Linked DNA regions of Mus musculus: regions 1 and 3 are each linked to region 2. The links are chromatin contacts, called in public promoter capture Hi-C maps. All regions are on one chromosome and are shown on one strand. The core of a region is the stretch at or near the end of the contact, and the rest is flanking DNA. Distances in the headings are between cores, read along the strand shown.

Region 1 (3,102 bases), core at 110-2,609, 100 kb after region 2:
TGAGCACCCCATGAAGTCCGCAAAGGTAGCACTACCTTATTACTATGTTTTAAGAGGACACCTACCCGTGGTGATGTATTCAGCAACTAGTTCTGACTCTACCACAGCAATGGATGGACTCTCAGGAGAATGTCTCTTTTCCTGGGTCATCTGAATAGGTACTGCCATTTGACTCAAGTCAATAGTGGGTTGTCTTGGTTTAGATTCCAATTTTTCCTTTACTGCATAAAAAAGTCGGGGAAAAGTTACTTTTATTATAAACAAGTACTAAAACCAGAGCTGTCTATGGGAATAATGAACCAGACCTCTGGGGTGTCCTACCATTAGTGGCTAAGAAAACAATGAATTGGAAACTGCAGACTGCTCTGTATGGTTGTATAGACTACAGCCTATGTAACAGCAGCCTACAATAATTCATATGCAATCACATTCAAGTCCCCCCATTACTCCAGGCCAGCCAGCTGTTTCTCTCTTTTTTTTTCTTTCACTCCTCCTAGGATGTTATTTCCTTTGTATTCAAAGTAATCCCTGGCACACTCAGTTCACATCAGCTTGACCTGCTCTAGAGCATATCCCAGAGTAGCACTTCCCATTGGTTAGTTCATTTGACTTACTAAAAATCCAAGGGTCTGGGAATGTTATCCAGACACTGGGTGCTTGTCCAGCATACGCATGGTCTTGAGTTTGAGCCCCAGAATAAGGAGGGAAATTCATAGAACCTTTTCTGAGGAAGGACGATTGCTGAGTTCAATGCTGACCTGGGCTATATCCAGGCCAAAATGAGACCCTGTCAGTGTGTGTGTGTGTGTGTGTGTGTGTGTGTACAAATTTGGCCAAAAAACTGTTACAAGTCCTTAATGACTCTTAAAGGAATAAAGCATAAAGCTTTTCACTGTTAGGAAAGACTAGGTGCTCTGCTTCTGTATGGCTAAAATTTCTGATAAAACAGCCTGTAACTAATAATGGTATATGTTAAGATGCATCTTTTTTACTCTTCTTACCACTTCTTCAACAAAATCTCTTCACTCAACATTTCTATCTACATGAATGATCGATAAAAATGGTTAAATTTTTTCAAATACAAACAGCTGGAAAAAAAGGTGTCAAAGGCTAAAAACATTTAGCAGAAGGAATACTCTACATTTCTATCCAATGAGTATAGAGTACAGCACAGAATTACAATAAACGCTACTAAGTAAGTCCACTAAAGGCTGCTCCCACCAAGCGCAGACTATGACAAAGGCAAAACAATCATTTTAAACACAGAAACCACATCTAGAGTCCTGCTGCGATCCCACAAGCAGATCCGGCCCTGGCCATCAACTTTTCTCAGTCTCTGCTAACTTCCTCAAAACAGGAAAGGGTCAGATGAGATCATCACTACAACCCATAAAATAGTTGCATAATTGTTGCCCTATTATAACAAAAAGCCAGTATAACTTACATAGAGTTGTCCTAGAATCTACTGAAGATATTTAGTAACTAGAAGAACTGATAGTATCCTATTAAATACAGACACTCTAGCAAATAACTTAAACACAAATAAATAAATCTGAAAATAAGGTGAGAGCATGAGAATGTTTACAAGCAAGTCTAATGGTGTTTTATGGTACACAATTGGTCTGACAGTATCTATGAGCAAAGCAGGACCCTTCGATCTGTCCGGACATTCCTAAATATACCCAGCAACTGGGCTACACCTATCCTTGTCCTGCATTTGTGCTTATAAGTGACAACCCCCTTCCCACTGCTGGCAAGAGGATTCTCCATTTGAAGTAGAAGTCACTCTGTCTACTCTATCTCTGTTCTAATGACAACACTCTGTCTATGCTTCATACTCCTATGTACATCTAAAAGAACAATAAACTGTACCAATAATTACAGATAAGTCCAGAGGGGGAAAAATTTATAAAAACTATGTAACAGCGGTCTCTAGAGAAAACACGCTTCATTCAGCTGAGCATGTGAATTCATACCTGTTGTCTGTTGGAGTTCTAACAGAGCTTTGATTGTTGAAGTGGCTGATTGTGATTCACTGGATACATCCTGATATATTATGGTGGGGCTAGTCTCCATTGCAATCTCATGTTCTGACCAATCCTGACGCCGGGAAGCAATTACATGAACTACAGGCTGGGAATCTGTTTTATATTAGTTAAAAAAAAACAAACCCTATAAACAAAGTTTCTCTTAAAATAAAGCAATATTTATGTTTATCTTTGTATTTAATGTACATGTCAACCTTGACTTCTCTAAGAAGACTGTGAGGTCCCAGAAGGCATTGACTCTATTCACTCACACATTTATTTGACACTAGACACCTATGCATCAGGATCTATATTTAAAGGACTTAAAGGAACTCACAAAATAGTTCAAGAAGGCTCAAGAAGCACACAGTCTGTCTGAAAAGACGAACATGTAAAAAGACAAAGTACAACTCAATATGCTAACTGCTGTCTACGTGGGTGAGCATCTATATAGGTGAGTGCTTGTGTTCACCAAAAACAAAATGTTATAGATAGGAGACTGGTTTTTCCCAATGTACATGAAAAGATTTCTATAGGAAGCCTAAGTACTTGGGGAATATTTTGCTGAATTACTGACAGTAAGAAAAGACAGTCTAGAAACAAAATGACGTAACGTGACGAGTGGAAGCCTGTCACTTATTAGCAAGTTGATTCTTTGGGTTTTAGCTCTGCTCTTTAATAGGAACAAGGGGTGGGTAAAGCAATGATAGTCTGGGCTGCTTAACAACAGTAATACATTCTGAGAAGAACCATAGGCAATCCTCACACACTCAGAAGAAATAGCTTGCTAGAGGAAGGCCATATGGCACACCCTATTACTGTTATCATATGTATATGTATGGTTATGTGTATATATGCACACATTACTGACTGAAATATCAGTATAAGCTACATGATCATATGTAACTAAGCTTCATAAACTATAAAAGTCAGTAGAAATGAGGTTGTTGGGGGTTTGGCTGAAAATTCAATTCTAAGATCTTTGGTTGATTTGAAAATAAATTTCAGCACATGTAAATAAAAAATGTGAATCATATTAAGCAACACATATTTAACAGTTCTCTATAAAGCTAGA
Region 2 (3,405 bases), core at 599-3,098:
TCGGCTTGCCACAGGCATGGCTCTCAACAGTGGTGGTCTGGGCCGCCTGCCCCTTTTGGTCTCCCTGGACCTGTCTGGGAACAGCCTGCATGGCAATCTGGTGGAGCGACTGTTGGGTGAGACCCCGAGGCTGCGTACGCTCTCACTGGCGGAGAACAGCCTCACTCGCCTGGCACGCCACACCTTCTGGGGTATGCCAGCGGTGGAGCAATTAGACCTCCACAGCAATGTCCTCATGGATATCGAGGACGGTGCCTTTGAGGCCCTGCCCCACCTGACTCACCTCAATCTCTCCAGAAACTCCCTCACCTGCATCTCAGACTTCAGCCTCCAGCAGCTGCAGGTACTAGACTTGAGCTGCAACAGCATTGAGGCCTTCCAGACGGCCCCGGAACCACAGGCCCAGTTCCAGTTGGCCTGGCTCGACCTCCGGGAGAACAAGCTGCTCCACTTCCCTGACCTGGCCGTGTTCCCGAGACTCATCTACCTGAATGTGTCTAACAACCTCATCCAGCTCCCTGCGGGGCTGCCCCGGGGCAGTGAGGACCTCCACGCACCCTCTGAAGGCTGGTCAGCCTCTCCACTGTCCAACCCCAGCCGGAATGCCAGCACCCACCCTCTCTCCCAGCTCCTGAACCTGGATCTGAGTTACAATGAGATCGAACTGGTCCCTGCTAGCTTTCTTGAACACCTGACCTCCCTGCGCTTCCTCAACCTCAGCAGAAACTGCCTGCGATCCTTTGAGGCTCGACAAGTGGACTCCCTGCCCTGCCTGGTGCTTTTGGACTTGAGCCACAATGTGCTGGAAGCATTAGAACTGGGTACCAAAGTCCTAGGGTCCCTGCAGACGTTGCTTCTGCAGGACAATGCCTTGCAAGAACTTCCACCCTATACCTTTGCCAGCCTGGCCAGCCTGCAGAGGCTAAACCTACAGGGGAACCAGGTCAGTCCCTGTGGGGGGCCAGCAGAACCAGGTCCCCCGGGCTGTGTGGACTTCTCTGGGATCCCCACCCTTCATGTTCTTAACATGGCAGGGAACTCGATGGGAATGCTCAGGGCGGGCAGCTTCCTTCACACCCCACTTACAGAGCTGGACCTCTCCACCAATCCTGGTCTGGATGTGGCCACGGGAGCCCTGGTGGGCCTGGAGGCATCCTTAGAGGTACTGGAGCTTCAAGGCAACGGGCTGACTGTCTTGAGAGTGGACTTGCCCTGCTTTCTCCGTCTCAAGCGCCTTAACCTTGCTGAGAACCAGTTAAGCCACCTGCCCGCTTGGACGCGGGCTGTGTCCCTGGAGGTGCTAGATCTGCGGAACAACAGCTTCAGCCTCCTGCCAGGCAATGCCATGGGTGGCCTGGAGACCAGTCTCCGGCGGCTGTACTTGCAGGGAAATCCACTCAGCTGCTGTGGCAATGGCTGGCTGGCGGCCCAGCTGCACCAGGGCAGAGTGGATGTGGATGCTACTCAGGACCTAATCTGCCGCTTTGGCTCCCAGGAGGAGTTGTCCCTGAGCCTAGTGCGTCCAGAGGATTGCGAGAAGGGAGGGCTGAAGAATGTCAACCTCATCCTCCTCCTCAGCTTCACACTGGTCTCTGCCATCGTCCTCACCACGCTGGCCACCATCTGCTTCCTCCGCCGGCAGAAGCTCAGCCAACAATACAAAGCCTGACAGGCTCGGGAAGCCAGAGGGGCAGAGAAGTTGGGGTCCAACTCAGGTTACTCAGTGACCAGGGACTTGGTGTCCTGCACACTGCCGCGTGGGCAGGTTCCTTCCCAGGCTGCATCTGTGGGCCAGCTGTGCAGCTCGAAGTGGGGCAGTTTACTGCACAGAGGATGCCAACCGACAGCTCGACGCTGAGTATCTGTTTCAGGCCACACCCGTCTCCGGGTACTAGTAAATGAAACACATGCCTATCCTCAGGCAAGAGAGGCCGTCACTGAACCACACAGTGACCACATAGGCTTGAGGTGGGGAAGCAGTAGGCTGGACATGGAGAACCCACCCTGACTTAGAGCAGGAGAGCCAGCCCGTGAGAGGATTTGTCTGAGTCCTTTCCACCCCGAGCTCTGTCGCATCTGCTGATAATGACTTTCAGCCTCTCTGGAAATGAAGAACTTGTGACCTGAAGAGAGAGCCAGAACCTCTCCCCAGAGGTCTTAAGTCTAGGCTCCTAGGCTAGGGGCTGCACCAGCTTAAAGTGTGATCACCTAGGCTTCCACGCAGGCCTGGGCCGTCCTGTGTCCTGCTTTGGACAGGCCTTCTCTCCAGTGCACTCTTGTATCACACACACACTGACCCTGGTGCTGCCTGTTCCCCAACCCCCTGCTCAGGCCTCCTTCTATCCCAGCCCCACCCTGACTTTTGAGCCAAGAGGGAGAGCCTCAGCTATCTGGTTCAGCTTAGCAGCTGCAGAGGCAAAGTCAAGCCAACTCTCAGAGGTTTCTGTGTTATCTGGGTTATACACAAGAAGAAAACAAATTTCCTTATGCATTCTCCTTTGAGAGCCTCATGGCTCAGAGAGCTGACGAAGCCAAAATGAATCAAGTCCATGTCCTCCCATCTCTGGGGCCAAAGCTTTGCCAGTGCGGTACCTGCAGGCTGTCAAGTGGACAGGAAGTGGCCCTGCCCTAACCAGGATCCAAGCACACTTGCTACATATACCCCCTCCCTCTCAGACAGGCGCCCACAGACCCTCTGCCTCTCTGCCTCAGTGTCCCTTCTTTGCAGAAGAGTATGAATTCTTCCTTTCTCTTTCTGCTCCCCAAAATCTCATTGAGTGTAATCTCCCCACTGAACAGATAGGGAAAGTTAGGTGCAGGCCTTGCTCAGAATCACGCAAGTCAATGGAAGAAAACTGGGAACAAAAGTAGCTGGGCGGTTGCGCCAAGGCAGAGGGTTTGCTTTGTGTGCTCAAGGCCCTGAGCTGGATGCCAGCGGCTGTACCCGTGTTTCCCTACGCTCAGCAGTCACAGCACGAGACAAGGCCAGCTACCATGCCAGTCCTCACCAGGCATGGAAAAATAATAGGGACACACACACACACACACACACACACACACACACACTGTCTCCACTCATTCTCCAGGCTTGTGGGCTGCAGGGAGGAAGGGGAGTCCTGGACCCAGTCACAGAGCCTGCTGCATCAGATCCCTGTGCTCGGCCCACAGTCAGCCAGAGCTTCCGTAATGTACAAGAAGACGAAAACGCCATTCTCTCTACCCCACTCTACAGGTGAGGGGACTGAGGCCCAGAGAAGGTTAAAGGCTCCGAGGACCAATAGGCAGATCCAGACCTAGAACCTTCCCTCACTGGTGCTGCTGCGCACACAGCTCTTCTCCTCGGCCTGGAGGCCAAGGCGTGGTGGCCCCTGGGCCTGAACTCTGAAAACACTAATCAATGCTGCT
Region 3 (3,073 bases), core at 187-2,686, 73 kb after region 2:
AGGGGATGGTATTTGGGGAGGTGGCTGGTGTGTGGCAGGCTCTCAGTGAAAAGAGACCTCTCACTCCCCAGGGTTTCAGGACCTTCTGGGGGAGAGAGGAAACCCAGCGGGGTCTTCCTGTGGCTGGGAAGCCCCCACCCCCACCATGAGGCAGACCGGTGTTGTCTTTTTCCTAATTCTCTCATGCATGGTCCCTTCAGTCCCCCATGTATTGTCCTGTCAGCGTCATGATGTCTGAGGAGAATGTGACCCTGAGGGAAAGAGCAGCCTGACCCCAAGAACAAACCAGTGGCCTCTGGGAAAGCAGCCTGAGTTTCCAGACTCATGTCAGGAAGCAAAGTCTTGACCCCGCGAAAGGAACTGAAGGATGAAACCTGGGCCTCTCAGTAGGCGGTCTGCCGGGCCCCAGTCTCTCTTCCCCTTCTCCAGAGCCTGGCCCCATTGAGATGCAGGGATGTTTATTTGTGTGTGTGCGTGCATGTGGGAAAACAGAACAAGATAAAATATGTCCTTGCATCTGGAAAGCTATTTTGAGCCAGGCCAGCTGGGCGGTGCTCCTGGAGATGAACCCTAGCTGACCCAGGCTGGGCCCTGGCCTTTCTAGCCACTAGGACCAGAGTTCTAACAGCTACACGGCTTGCAGGACTGGGGTGATCTTGGGGAAGCCTCTGATACTCCCTAGACTGGATCTTCCAACGGGAAGACAGGGCCTTCTGCTTCCCCCTCCTGGGGGTCTTGACAGGGGAAGTCAGGAGTATGAATGTTCTTGTCAACTCTGTGTGAAGACAAACAAGAGATCTTCCATATAGCCCGCGCAGACTAAGACCCGGGGGTGGAAGGACGCTCACTGGGGTCCGTCCCTCTGACTCCCGTTAGTGTGCCTCTTCTCCACTCAATGGACACATTGCACTTCTGGTCACAGCTACCTTGACCTGGTCCTTTATCTGCCTCCCACTGCTCTCAGAAAGAAGTCAAGCTCCGCCCCCCCCTCTCCCTGTGTGTGCCAGCCTGTGCTACCAACTCCACTCGCTACACTAGGGGCTCAAGCCAGTCTGTGGGCTCTTGAGCTGGACCCTTGCCCCGTCCTCAGCTGGACCCCTGCCCTGGCATCCTTCTCTGTGCTCGGCAGCCAGGCTGGTCTCTGTCCACTCCTCACACTGCTGATGAGTCAGGTCACCTTGGAGCATCACATACTCCATCGGCCCCACCCCCACTGCATGGGGGTACTTCGAGGGCACCTCCCAGGGCCCAGGGCTGACCGGAAGTGATGTTTCCCAATGTGCCTGCCACACAATGGACCCTTAATGCTAGTTTCTTCCTTCCTTATGAACACACACCCTCTTTTCTTTACAAATCTCCAATGGTACATAAATCTCACTCCGGCAGCTGCTGATGTGGACAGGCATGGTGGGAGGAGCAGGAAGCAGAGAGAGCTGGGCTCTGAGATGGAGACACCAGAGCGGCACTCTCTCATCAGCCTATCAGTGCGTGAAGCAAGAAGCTGTGTGCTGGGCTCCCAAAAGCTCAGCAGATGGGGCGGCTGCCTCCTACTAAAAGCAGTTGGGGGCGGGGGAGCTGCAGGGGAGAGGGAGGACTGCTCAGTTGGAAAAGTGCAAGTTTGAGGACTTGGGTTCAATCCCCAAGACCCATGTGTAAAGGCCAGGCATGGAGGAGAGTGTTTATAACCCCAGTGTCAGTGGGAAGGGGACAGGTGGATTTTGGGGACATCATAGCCAGCCAGGCAAAAGAAATTCTGACTCATACATATGTACACTCACACGTACACATGCACACACAATTTTAACACCAACAATAAAAATAATCCAAGCAGAAGGGTGGCCCCCTTGAAGCAAGTAGTTTTGGTAGCCTTCCCAATCCTGAGAGTGAGGCAGGAGAGAGAGTGATTGATTCCCAGAGAATGGAGGCCATGTTCCCAGTGAGTTTTGAACCTCAGAACAACGGAGACTGGAATGAGGAAGGAGGGAGGCATCTCAGAGCCGCATAAGCATCACATGTCTGATCTAGAGGCTGGTTCATGAAGCAAGGTAGCAGGGCCGGCAGCATCAGCAAGCTCTGAGCTTGTTAGAAATACAGGCTCAAGCCTTGCCCCAGCCTGCACAGGAGAACCTGCATATTGTCAGGGTCTGTGAGTTCGCCGTGCTTTATGGTTAGAGACGCTCTACTCTCCATGATTGCTCTATCTTGGGACCCAAGGCAGAGAAGAGGGAATCCTCTGTTTGCCACCGTGTTAGCGACAGCCCTGAGCCTGGCAGCCCCATCCAGGGGCCCTTGAACTAGCATCGCCACATCCTGGCGTCCCCCCATGCAGGAAGCCATCCTCCCTCCATGTGGGTGTTCACTCCAGAAAAGGGTGGTGGTGCTCTTACCCCCAGGTGGGGTGAGGTAGGCAATACAATCAGGAAGGACAATGTTGGTTTTCTCACAGATGCCTGGTGAGGCCAGCAGATGGGCTACCCCTGTCCCATGGATAGGGATGGGAAGACCTGTCAGGTAGTGACTAAAACCCCAGGATGTGATCTCTCACTAAGCCCAGCCTTCCTCTTTAATGAGTTGTTAGCTTCTGTTAGCTATCAGGGGCCCCAGCTTGGCTGACTGCTGCCATTTGGATGTCCACATGCCTGGACTGTGTTGGAGTGTACACTGGGGACTGTCAGGAAGCTAAGAGCTCTATCAGTTCATTGATGGAGCCAGGAGATGTGATTAGAGACTAATGTGGCAGAGTTCAGCAGGGTGGAGATCCGGCCAGACCCTGAGACAAGGTCCTCCTGCCTCCTATTGGGGCAGGGTGGAAGAGAGGGGTCAGGGTGAGCTTAGGGTCACTGGCTGACCAGGGGACAGTTGTTACGCAGAAATACTAGGAATTCTTGAGCTAAAGTCAGACTTGGCTGGGGCTTTAATACAAGCTTTGTCATGAACTAGCTATGTGCTATGGGGACAAGTCACTGCCCTGTCTGGCCTCAGTACTCCATAGGAAACTAGTGGTGTAACCCTCCTGAGACCATGATGACACGCATAGACCTCATAATGGCAATGAACTTAGTACTCCCAAATG

What was found. Capture Hi-C pulls out chosen DNA fragments and counts their contacts.
Region 1: a contact with region 2 is called in a promoter capture Hi-C map of adipose tissue. The contact joins two enhancer-like sites. A contact is called at or near these places in 20 of 39 promoter capture datasets (the 3T3-L1 cell line, 3T3-L1-derived adipocytes, the C10 cell line and 12 more), 6 of 484 Hi-C or Micro-C datasets (bone marrow-derived macrophages, cranial neural crest, embryonic fibroblasts and 2 more), 10 of 115 datasets of contacts at active chromatin or transcription factors (the 230-238 cell line, SST interneurons, craniofacial prominence and 7 more) and 4 of 9 other capture datasets (adipose tissue, embryonic stem cells, liver and 1 more).
Region 3: a promoter capture Hi-C map of adipose tissue shows a contact between it and region 2. The contact joins two enhancer-like sites. A contact is called at or near these places in 21 of 39 promoter capture datasets (the 3T3-L1 cell line, 3T3-L1-derived adipocytes, the C10 cell line and 12 more), 1 of 15 datasets of contacts at CTCF or cohesin (CD8 T cells), 19 of 484 Hi-C or Micro-C datasets (the AML12 cell line, CD8 T cells, the HL-1 cell line and 11 more), 16 of 115 datasets of contacts at active chromatin or transcription factors (the 230-238 cell line, CD8 T cells, craniofacial prominence and 12 more) and 3 of 9 other capture datasets (adipose tissue, embryonic stem cells and liver).

The regions. Positions count from the first base shown.
Region 1 is chr7:98,600,607-98,603,708 of GRCm38.p6, forward strand. It overlaps Emsy (EMSY, BRCA2-interacting transcriptional repressor), which reads right to left. Exons shown (of 20, transcript NM_172280.2): 15 at 1,977-2,141; 16 at 66-221. Among named protein-coding and RNA genes, the nearest start is that of Emsy, 54 kb to the right of the region's middle. Within about 2 kb of position 1,360, at least 11 of the 459 cell types and tissues checked have an H3K27ac peak or open chromatin away from gene starts, as enhancers often do. A contact at or near this core is called in adipose tissue, where this site is marked.
Region 2 is chr7:98,498,338-98,501,742 of GRCm38.p6, forward strand. It overlaps Lrrc32 (leucine rich repeat containing 32), which reads left to right. Exons shown (of 3, transcript NM_001113379.2): 3 at 1-3,405. The coding sequence ends at 1,669. Among named protein-coding and RNA genes, the nearest start is that of Gm33394, 6.1 kb to the right of the region's middle. Within about 2 kb of position 1,849, at least 42 of the 459 cell types and tissues checked have an H3K27ac peak or open chromatin away from gene starts, as enhancers often do. A contact at or near this core is called in adipose tissue, heart atrium, liver and 2 more, where this site is marked.
Region 3 is chr7:98,572,190-98,575,262 of GRCm38.p6, forward strand. No RefSeq gene overlaps it. Among named protein-coding and RNA genes, the nearest start is that of Gm23040, 67 kb to the left of the region's middle. Within about 2 kb of position 1,437, at least 53 of the 459 cell types and tissues checked have an H3K27ac peak or open chromatin away from gene starts, as enhancers often do. A contact at or near this core is called in adipose tissue, heart atrium, liver and 2 more, where this site is marked.